Linked DNA regions of Sus scrofa: region 1 is linked to region 2. The links are chromatin contacts, called in public Hi-C maps. All regions are on one chromosome and are shown on one strand. Each heading gives the region's core, a stretch centred on a gene start, on an enhancer-like site or on the middle of the called end of the contact. The rest is flanking DNA. Distances are from core to core; before and after follow the strand shown. Region 1 overlaps ARHGAP24 (rho GTPase-activating protein 24). Region 2 overlaps ARHGAP24 (rho GTPase-activating protein 24).

Region 1 (5,326 bases), core at 1,011-3,510, 370 kb before region 2:
CCATCTGTATATATTCTTTGGAGAAATGTCTATTCAGGTCTTTTGCCCATTTTTCCATTGATCATGATGATTTTTCTTAGTCTCCCCCTTTTTGGGTTTTGTGTCTCTGCTCTAGATTTTTGCTTTGTAATTACCGTGAGGTTTACATAAAACATCTCACAGATAAAATAGTACTTTTCCTGCTGGTAGAATAAATCTTTATTCATCTTTAAAAGTTTCATCCTTTTACTCTTCGCCTTTTATAGTTTTTTTTTTTTTTTTTTTTGTCTTTTGTTGTTGTTGTTATTGTTGTTGTTGTTGCTATTCCTTGGGCCGCTCCCGTGGCATTATTGTTGTTGTTGTTGCTGTTTCTTGGGCCGCTCCCGCGGCATATGGAGGTTCCCAGGCTAGGGGTTGAATCGGAGCTGGAGCCACCGGCCTACGCCAGAGCCACAGCAACGCGGGATCCGAGCCGCGTCTGCAACCTACACCACAGCTCATTAACCGGATCGTTAACCCACTGAGCAAGGGCAGGGACCGAACCCGCAACCTCATGGTTCCTAGTCGGATTCGTTAACCACTGCGCCACGACGGGAACTCCCTTTTATAGTTTTGATGTCACAAATTATCTCTTTTTATACTGTGATTTCATTAGCAGGTTGTAGTAGCTATAGTTGTTTTAATGCTCTTTTTTATACCTTTATACTGTAGTGAAGTTTAATATAAGATTCTAAAAGGAGTTATAGTATTATAATTCTGACTATTTACCACATAGAGTTTTGTGTATTTCATCTCTTTGTTTTAGCTTGAAAAACTCCTTTTAACATGTCTTATCAGGCAGGTCTGGTATTGGTGGACTCACTCAGCTTTTGTTTGCCTGGGGAAAGCCTTTATGTCCCTTTCATATCTGAAGGGTAACTTTGCTGGGTAGTGTATTCTTAGTGGGTACGTTTCAACCTTTCAATATTTTGAGTATGTCATTCCATTTTCTCCTGGCCTGTGGAGTTTTTATTGAGAAATCTCTGATAGCCTAATGGGAATATCTTTGTAGGTTACTGCCTTTTTTTCCCTGGTTGCCTTTAAAATTCTTTCTTTATTACTGATCTTTGATGGTTTAAATACGATATGTCTTGGAGAAGGTCTCTTTGCATTGAGATAATAAAGTGTTCTATTATATTCATGGACTTGTGTATCCAGTTCCTTCCTCAGGTTTCAGAAATTCTCAGCTATTAGGTCTTGAAATAAATTCTCAGTTCCCTTTCCTTCTTCTCTTTTTGGGATACCTATTATTCTTATATTGCTTTTCCTGGTGGGATCAGATCATTCTGACAGGGTCTCTTCACTTTAAAAAAATCTTAGTTCTCTTCCACTTGTATTATTTCTATATTTTTATCCTTGAGCTCACTAATTCTCTCTTCCATATGATCTGCTCTATTTCCAAAGCATTCTAATGCATTCTTCATCTCATATTTTGAGTTCTTCAGCTGAAGAATTTCTCTTTGGTTCTTTTCTAGAATTTCAGTCTCTTCGGTAAAGCATCCCTTATGCTCATTCATTTTATTCTTATGATTCTTTTATTGCCTTGCTGGGTTTTCTTGTAGTTCATTGAAATTATTCGGAACAGCTATTTTAAATTATCAGTTAGATCACACTATTCCATGTCTTTGGATTTTATTGCTGGAAAATTGTCATTTTTCTTTTTGTGATAACTTATTATTGTGACTTTTCAAGGTCTTCGGTTAAAAATAGCTCTGCCACTGTATCTGAAGTGGTAAACACCTTATTTCCGCAAGGCTTTGCTTACTTTGATTCTAGGAATTCAACAGGTTGGTAGTTAGAGGCCTTTTGCTTTCCAGAAGGTGGCGCTCTAGCCCAAGTTTTTGGTTTTTCTAGAGGCGCTGACTATGGTTGGGAACCTGAACCTAACAACAACAACAACAACAAACTAAACAAGGTGGCAGCAGAGTGGAGGGAGTGTGTGTGGGGAGGGGCATACCTGGCACTTAAGCCTTTGGATGTACCTACCCAAGGCCTGGCAGGGGAATCCTCAAGTGCAAGGGTCCCAGAGGGCTGTGGGCAGCCCTGTTGCCTCCCTGGGACAGAGAGGGGAAGACGCCTTCTCCCAGCTGTCTTTTCTGCCTACTGCCCTTTCCTTTCCCATTCCGCAGCCACTCTAGTCTCTCTTTGGGAGGAGCAGGTGGTCCCTCCAGCTGCCGCACAGTGGCCAGGCAGACACTCACTCACCACCTTCATCTTCCGCTTCCTCTTCCAGAAAGGTCATCTGGCTTGCTGTCCAACTGCTGATGCCTTTTCTGCTATCACAGCCTCCTTTGTGCAGGCTCCACCTCCTCCGTGGTCCAATCCACCCGTTTCAGAAGATGAATGGCTCTCTTGGGTTTCAGGGTGTGCTGCGCAGTGGGGCTTCTTCCTCTCCTCCCCCCACCTCAGTTGTGGATGTCTGATTAGTTGAAAGTCAAAGAGGAGAGAAAAAAGAATCGACTCAAACTGCCACGATGCTGACACCCCTCTCCTCACAGTAATTAATTGGTGGATTTAGACGTTGTCCCCACCATCGTTGGTTTACCAGTGAGCATGTGATGAAGGTGTAGCATTTCCTGGGAAATCTGTCTGCTTGGTGTTGCTTTTGACTCACTCACGCTGTCACACATCAGCCCGTGTGTGGTGACTGCTTATTCTGATTCCAGTGCGACAGACTCACATATTCCCACTGGACACAACTAAGAGCCGGAGAAACTATGGTTTTCTATTTCCTGTGATTCCGAACTTCAAAACCTCAAGGGAAAGCTCTTTACTTGTTTTGTTTTGTGTGTGTTATATATAGGCTACCCTATAGATCCAGTCAACAACCTCTTAGTGCCCAGTGTCAGGGTCTTCCCAAGTAAAGCAACTCGCTTGATGAATCATTCACCGCAATAGTGTTCAGTTAAGCCTCCTTGGTTGGTTGAGTTTAATAATGGTATGGTCTTAGACATCGTGGCGTCTCAGGCAGGAAATACCCCTCAGAACTAAGTAAGTAATTATCTGACTTTATATTGTTTGTCCATATAATAACTAATACCAGATGAAGATTTTAGGTAGTTTGAGATTTAGGAAGCACAGTTCATGAATCTCGATGAATGTTACAATAAGAGCAAATAATTAGACTGTGTTTTCTCTGTACTACTGTATTTGCCAGACACAAAATGTGCTATGTATTTCACTTTATGTAAACCATTTAAAAACTCTGGGATAGCAACTAGTACTCTTATTAACCCCATTTTACAGATGTGTAAACTGAGGCATAGAAGAGGTTAAATAACTGTCCAGAATGATAGTGAGTGGTAGGGGTAAGTCCTTTGACTGCTGACTGCAAATACTGAGCCTGTGGAATTGGTTGTTGACAGTAGTGCCACCATCACAAGAAGGGCAGATTTGTGGCTATTATTACCTTTCTAAGATACAATAAATGAAGGATAAACATTTTCATTATTATTAATTTCCTTGCTGTTTCAATTGCATTTTGTCACTACTTAAATCCCCGTGCAGTCTGTTGAAGGACATTACATTAAATGTCAACTTTTATGTGTATGTTGGGAAGGACCTGATTTGAAAAAAGGAAAAGAGTCTACTTATAGATACAAAACTTCCACTCTATAGAAGTGACTTTCTGACCGGGCATGAGGGCATCCTTCCCCTAGTATTTCATCATCTCTGCTGCCACCACCGTCATCATTATCACCTTCCCATGGTTTTGGTGACGAAGTGGAGAATTTTTTCCCCAGAGTAAACGTTGTCCTGTTCATTAAAGACTACTTCCATCTTTCGATGTAGTCTGTTCCATCAGATTTTCTTTCAAATGGAAATTTCTTACTTGAAATCTTATTTAAAAATTTTCAATTTCAATAAAATCATTAAAACTAAAAAAATACTATTAAAGCACCCCGCTTCTCATTTTATATCAAGTCCAAATATCCTTCTCTTTCTGTTGTATTTATTTGAAGAGTTATCTTTTTTTCTTAGGTTATCGTATTCCCCGAACACAGTAATTTATGTTCCAGGGATTTTGTTCCCCTTGATTTTGGTGGGAAGCTTTATTTATATTAATTATTGAATTTTTTGATTGACCAGTAATCCCTGATGGATGTTATAGCTGGATTTAATACAAACAGAGAAAAAAAATCAAGTTTATTTTTTCAGGTTAATAAGGTTTACTTTGACTACTAGAAAAAATTTAAAGTAGTTCAATACTCTTTCCATTAAGGTACTTGTGTTGGTCCCTATTGATGGTAATGCTTTCATTGGAAATTCCTAAGGCACTTCCTTGGCTATATTATTCCTGGTGAGCTCTCTCAGGAATTTTTTTTCCCTTCTCTAAAAGGAAGTGCAAAATGCATGCCATCTGTTTTTTGTCAAAATGAATTTGTTTATGTGTCTCTTTTACACAAACAAGCTAGCAATGAACTATACACTCTAAGAAAGGTTGTAGCTACAGCATTTTGAAGGTTCTTAAACTTTTTATTCTGACCTAAAAATTTCCAGCACCTCTTTACCAGGAAAACCTTTATAGAAAAGTTTGTTCATTTCAACCTCTTCCAAGTTCTTAATCGAATGAGGGTACAAGGCAAAGGTCTGAACTTGAACTCATGTCCTAGCTTATTGGAAGAGCTGATGACCTAGTTATCTGGATCATTTGATTGCATTCAGAAGACTGTGTGAAAGAGAAAGACTGGACACATTGTTGCCTTTGGTGACCCTACACTAAGACCCCTGAATGTTCATCAGATCATTAGTATCTCCAACAGTGTTATGACCATATGGACAGGAAAGATTCAAGTCTCTCAAGCTTTGGGGGCTATTCTGGTGGGGGAATCAATGAGGAGAGATAATAGTAGACATAGCATCACTTTAATGAACCTCTGGTTCTTCCTGGGGAATCACGGACAGATTCCTAGAGAAAGCATGGTGAGGCATGCTACAGAGTTGTATTAAAAAAGTGTGCATTACAGGCATTTTAGGAGCAAGAACACAATGCTTCTAGGTTTAGGCTTTATGTATTTCCTACCTATTCATATCCTTCAGCAGTTGTTCTTTGGAGCATAGCAGAGGAGAACCTGGCACCTCAGCTAGGTGACAGGAATAGCATATATGGATGAAAAGGTTGGTAGCAAACTGAGAAGTAGAGGATGGCGTTTGGGAAGGCTTAAAAAATGTAGGTCTGGCTCTATCTTTTGAGAAAGTTTTCAGGTACTTTCATGATGGCTTCTGCCCTCCTTTCCTTCCCAAATGAAAAAGATTTCTTGAATATGTATGTGCTAGACGCTGTGTTAGATATTAGCAGCACATAGTC
Region 2 (6,155 bases), core at 2,740-5,239:
TCTGACAGGTGCACCCAGGAGAATGCGGGTCCCGGAGGTACTGCCCGTGATGGGAATCAAGCCACAGATGAGCAGATGTTGAGGGAGGAGGCCTGAAGTCCAGGAGCAAGAAATGAGGGACAGTGACTGGACCTCTGCAATAAACTAGGGTGACAGGGGGCCAAGGGACGGAAGGTGAACAGGTGTTCCCTTCCGTTGGATAATGACCCAGGTCCCCAGCTCCATCCTGGTGGTGTGTGTTCAGGAAGGAATATCGCTTGCACTATTTTCCAGCGTGGTCCCCTGCGGAGATTTGGGGAATGCGTGTGGGCATCGTTTCGCAGTTTGATGCTATGAGAGGGGAGCCCAGCCCCTCGGGGCATGTGGCATATTCGAGGGCGGGAAGCGAGCGTGGTGACGTTATGAAACGTCCCGAGGGGCTCCACTAACTTTGTGGAAGGTGGGGAGGACAAGGTGGAGACAAAAGAGAAGAAGGACGTGGGTCATCGTCCAGCTCACAGTGAGGCTGAAATGCAGTGAGCAGTCTGTGCAAGAGAACAGTAAATGCTGTCAAAGAATATGAGGCATGAGCCACCCCAGGACCTTTCTAAGCAAAGGAGAGGGTTGAGGCACAGGAGGTTCTGTAATCTTGGTAGTGAGACTCAAATATAAAACTGATTTTATTGCCCTTTTTATTGTTACCACACTCCTTCCAGTGGATCCTACAGGATGATGTCAACCGCACAACTAAGTCCCTAATTAACAGAAATAAGTGCACGTTCACCCCCACATTCTGCTGTCAGATGATTATTGAGGATAAATATACCAATGTAGAATTTGCTTTTAACATAAATATCACTGGGAAAATATTAATCCCAATCCCTATTTTTCTCTATGTGTCATCTGGGGATCCTTTGGGTCAGAATCACTTTAGGTAAATTGGTCTTATACACTAATAATTTTAGGGGCAGAGTTTCATAAGGACTAGAGGAGAAAGATATAACCAAATATCAGGAGAACGTAAAGAAGGGGGGGATCCCTTTCTGCCAAAGAGTCAGGAACGACTTAATGGGGGAAATGGCATTGGAACAGATTCTCAAAATACGGATGGAATTTTTTACAAGGAAGGTAGTGGGAATACATTCTGGCAAAAAGGAATAGAGTAATGAATGGATACCTGCTTGGCTAGTGAAGAGAGATGGATGGCTGCAGTTCTGGCATCAAGGTTGAACCCAGCTTGGAAAAGGCTTTTGCAGGGTGCTAAGAAGTTTGAAACGCATTCTGTGGTCGCTTTAGGGGGTGTCTGCACAGAGCTACACAATTAGAATAGCTTCTCCTTATGCAGGGCTGGGACCAAGACTGAAGGCGGAGACAGGTTAGGGAGTAGCAGAAATTGTCCAGGTCTGGGCAAGTGAGTCTGTGAAGCCCAGCAGTGGCAGGGGCGGTGGAACGAGGGGATAAGCAAGACAGACATTAAGGAGGGCAGAAGTTGGCTGTCAACCTGACATTTTTAAAATGTGCCTTATTGGGAATTCCTGTTGTGACTCAGAGGTAACAAATCCAACTAGTATCCATGAGGATGCAGATTCGATCCCTGGCCTCGCTCAGTGGGTTAAGGATCTGGCGTTGCTGAGAGCTTGGTGTAGGTCGCAGATGAGGCTCGAATCCTGTGTTGCTGTGTCTGTGGGGTAGGCTGGCAGCTACAGCTCTGATGAGACTCCTAGCCTAGGAACTTCTTATGTTGCGGGAGCCACCTTAAAAAAACCAAACAGCAGTTTTTAAAAAGTGTCATATCAATTTTATTTTTGAATGAAGAAGGAGTTTTTGTCTTCAGAAACTTTGTTTCAACCATGCATCAGTTGGGATATGACCAAAGACAATCCAACCCCATTTTCAGGTTTCAGCAATTGACTCAGCAGGAGACGATGAGGAGGGTAAAGACAAGAGGAAAACATGTTTTGTTAACTGAATGCTCCAAAGCGTCATGGATGGCAAACTTTTCTTTCTTATTTCCTCTGGTTTGAATTTATTGAAGTGTTAACGTGTTTAATTCAATGCCTTTGTTAAATTAAATATGAAGTTTTAACATGTTTAATTCAATGGCTTTGTTAAATGAAGCGTCATTGAAAGCTTATTTCAATGAGGAGATTATCTGATTTTAATCCCCAATAATAATACACAAAGTTTAAACTTTGAGATAACTGAAGTCAGGTTGAATTGATGTGGTTCAGGTTTGCATTATTTTAATATTCAGCAATCCTGCTAGAAGAGTATTCAGCAGTTGTGATGAAGTCATTAACCTGAATTTTGCTTTTTATACTTCTTATTAGTAAATGTCCCAGTCCTATGAAATGGCATCCTCTGATATTGGGATGGAATCTTACGTGCAGTTCTAAGAAACTTCGAATTTCCTGTTTGAACTTTTCTTTAACTATACCATCGAGCTTCCCATATGGCAACAGAAATGACGTTTTCTTTCTGCTATTTGAGTAATCTGCTTTCAAACAGGAAAAGCGGGGAGTTGGACCAAAATGCCTGTGACACTTACCTTTGGAGCAAGATTTGACGCCAATTAAATCATTGCCATATGATGTTGTGTGGACTCTAATTGCTATCATAGTGGGAGGCAGGAAGAACAGAAGGCCCTGGAGCCAAGAAGCACAGAACTTGGAAGCGTTCAAGATCCATCACTTTAGTGATTCTTACAAATTGTCCTCAGAAGAGATCTGACTTGCCCCAAGTAGTTCACAAATTAAAAACAGTCCGATTGCATCCTGTGTACATTTTGGGCTCTCCAGTTTTGACAGATGCATATTTGCTGTGTTCCGATTGCTTTCTAAAATATGCTCCTCAGCCCCCTGCCTCTATCTGTTTGCAGTCAGGGATCAGTGTTACTAAGAGCTTATCAATGATTTAAAGCAAAAGCATGGAAAACAACAGTAATGAGATCTCTGTAGGCCTTGCACTGTCAACAGGAAAAATGAAGACATGGTAATGAGGAGAACATTCGTCTGATTACTTCTGGACGGATATGGTCCCCTGCTTTCCTGGTGGCAGAGAAGGTGCAATGACCTCTCCCAAGAGTGGTTCAGATCACAACAGCTTGGAGATAGCGGGAGTTCTTCCCGATCTGATTCCCTCTTGTTATTCCACACTTTATCACAGTTAAAGAAATGTGCATCCAGGAGTTCCCGTCGTGGCGCAGTGGTTAACGAATCCGACTAGGAACCATGAGGTTGCGGGTTCGATCCCTGCCCTTGCTCAGTGGGTTAACGATCCGGCGTTGCCGTGAGCTGTGGTGTAGGTTGCAGACGCGGCTCAGATTCCGCGTTGCTGTGGCTCTGGCTTAGGCTGGCAGCTACAGCTCCGATTCGACCCCTAGCCTGGGAACCTCCGTATGCCATGGAAGCGGCCCAAAGAAATAGCAAAAAGACAAAAAAAAAAAAAAAAAAAAAAAAGAAATGTGCATCCAGATCTTATCAGTGCAGCCAAGATAGTTCGAGGGCCTTTCCTCCAAGCCTGGGGATGGTCTCACTGTGTGCTCACACGTCCGAGTAGCTGAGAACGCGCCCCTTTTCCCACCTCTTTGCTCCCAGAACTTCTCAGCGGTCTCCCACATCCCACCCTAAGAGAGCGCCCCTGGGCACGCTTGGATCTGTATTGGCCTCTTGTTTCTATAAGTGAATTCTGTTGGTTCCTCTAAACTGGAAGTTGGAATCAAAAAAAGGTGGGCTGTAGAACTGAGAGCAAGGAATTAAAGGGAAACCAATGGAAGTTATATCTGGAAACCTGAGTAGACGGAAGAGGATTATTTTTCAAGGAAGAGAAAAGAAAGCCCTGATGCCTGGGTCAAACGAAAAATGAATGCAGTATGGGAAAAGCGCGAAGTCACCAGGCCTGTGGTACATGTGACGCAGTGACGTTGAGGGTGTCAGGAGCAGAGAACGCCCCAACGAGCCGGCGGCAGAGAGGACCTCTCTTCACCTCGGCATCACAGGGGATTTAACCTTCTGGATGCTGACTCCTCCTTTCTTGGGGAGAGCAGAGCTCTCAGTGAACCAACCAGTGGACTGAAGGTGTCTGCAGAGAGGAAAGACTGAATCCATAGTAACGGCTGTATTATGATCAACACTGCTATTTTGCTTCTGCTCCAAAGTTCCTGTTTATGTCTCACAGCCTTTATATTGTCTTTGTGAGAACGGCGCCAGTTGGCCAGTGGCCATGGTGAAATTTTCGTTGCTAGTGAGTATAAATACTCCCATCAGTGGATGCATCTTTCAGGATTCTGCTTAAACTCAGCTTTCCAGTTGAAATGCATATGGTTATGGGTGAAGAGAGAACAGCATTCAAGAAAAAAAAAGTGATGTGCTCAAAGGAGCGAAGCTGCATTACAGAACTGTGGGATTGTTGGTATCATTAAGAAATTTGATTCCATTTTTATATAAAAACTATAGCATGCAATTACACGTGAGCATAATATTTGACTCTGAACACTTGGCTCATGTCTGGAAAATCACAGGGGACATTTTCTGAGAATGAGGAGGGAAGGCCGTTGTTGAAAGATGGATGCAAGAGACAAAACACGACCTGCTGCCAGCCTCCTCCTTTTCCGACCTTCTCTGTACCAGCCTAATTAACATAAATTAACACATAGTATTATTAATGAAAGTCGTTTCTTTAAAGGTGACAATGCTACTTTGCTTATTTTCTCTACCTTATTCCTTCAAACACATCCGTGAGATAGATTATTATCTCTGGAGTTCCCATCGTGGTACAATGGAAACGAATCTGACTAGGAACCATGAGGTTGCAGGTTTGATCCTTGGCCTCGCTCAGTGGGTTAAGGATCTGGCGTTGCTGCAAGCTGGGGTGTAGGTCGCAGATGCAGCTCGGATCTGGCGTTGCTGTGGCTCTGGCGTAGGTCTCCGTTTAGACCCCTAGCCTGGGAACCTCCAGATGCCATGGGTGCATCCCTAAAAAGACAGAAGAAAAAAAAAAAGATAATTATCTCTGTTTTACAAATTAAGAAAGTGAGGAGAACTCAAAAGTTAAGAGTAAACTACCTAATGTCATGTAGCCCATGAGGGAATGAGCTGGGATTGGTCCAGGTGTGTCTGGCCCATGTTTTAGCACTTAGGGTCTGCAGCCTTCTTTTACAGCCAGAAGCTCCTCCAGCAGCAGGCCCACCAAAAGAGAGGGAAGCAATTTCCTGTTACACTTGTGCAAAGAATTCCCGTGTGCCTAAAATAAAGAGATTCGCTCTATTCCGAATTGGCCTAATGCGGGCCACAGTGGAGATCAGTGAGTCAGAAATGCTTCTTCTTTTTTTTTTTAAAGAAAGGAAAACCAAGATGACATGGCATCAAAACTTGGAGTATCTATGGCTTTTTTTTTTTGTTTTCAGTACATGTTTAAAACTTCCTGACATAGTAGCTTGTCTTTTAAACAGCTGATTTTCCTATTTATATGTAAAATAAAATATTTTTAAAGTATCACTTTTGCCTTTTGCAAACATTATATTAGTATTTTGAGTGTGTGTATATACATATCCACTGCCACATTCTGGTAGTTTATAGTTGCCGGAAGTCGGTATTCCAAGTGGAATGATTGGGTGTCGGTATTTTGTTCGGAAAAAACACGCACTATAGCACTGGCTCATGATAAATCACTGACATTCTGCTGTGGTGGCCATACCATTATTTTCTCATAGTAAGAAAACCCCTGAGTGCAGCAAACCAGAGTTGTAGCCCACGCAATATTATTTGCAAGAACGATGAACTAAGGTGCCTAGGGCACTTGCATAAACAGCTGTTTCTTGTATTTTCCAGGTGATAAAACCTATTAGTTTGACAATTTACAGAAAAGCCATTAGATTCATCTCAGTGCCACTGGAATAACGGATGCCCCTTCAGCAGGGCACACATACCAATGGCAAGAGGTGGAGGACGGTGGAGCCCAGGAAGGGGCCCAGATGAGAGTCGGTTTCTAACCACCTACCAGCCAGCCAGGAAGGCAAGGACCCGGGAGCCTCCAAGTGTCAGAGGGAGGAGTTCAGGATTACTTAGTCATTTATTCTTGGCTTATTTGTCTGTTCACTGATTTCTTTATTCTAAAGGAAGAGAGTGTGTTAAAAACTTCTCTTTTGCCCTCGTGAATTATCACGACGGATGGGGTGA

The links. Hi-C and Micro-C count contacts between places; a contact is called where the count stands out from the background.
Region 1: a Hi-C map of retroperitoneal adipose tissue shows a contact between it and region 2, with 2.4 times the contacts expected there. The contact joins two enhancer-like sites. A contact is called at or near these places in 22 of 47 Hi-C or Micro-C datasets (adipocytes, alveolar macrophages, blood and 16 more) and 2 of 2 datasets of contacts at active chromatin or transcription factors (alveolar macrophages and skeletal muscle).

Annotation. Positions count from the first base shown.
Region 1 is chr8:133,350,740-133,356,065 of Sscrofa11.1, reverse strand. The region is part of intron 1 of ARHGAP24 (rho GTPase-activating protein 24); the gene reads left to right. Among named protein-coding and RNA genes, the nearest start is that of ARHGAP24, 150 kb to the left of the region's middle. Within about 2 kb of position 2,260, at least 3 of the 83 cell types and tissues checked have an H3K27ac peak or open chromatin away from gene starts, as enhancers often do. A contact at or near this core is called in retroperitoneal adipose tissue, where this site is marked.
Region 2 is chr8:132,979,630-132,985,784 of Sscrofa11.1, reverse strand. All of the region lies in intron 3 of ARHGAP24 (rho GTPase-activating protein 24), which reads left to right. Among named protein-coding and RNA genes, the nearest start is that of ARHGAP24, 520 kb to the left of the region's middle. Within about 2 kb of position 3,989, at least 11 of the 83 cell types and tissues checked have an H3K27ac peak or open chromatin away from gene starts, as enhancers often do. A contact at or near this core is called in retroperitoneal adipose tissue, where this site is marked.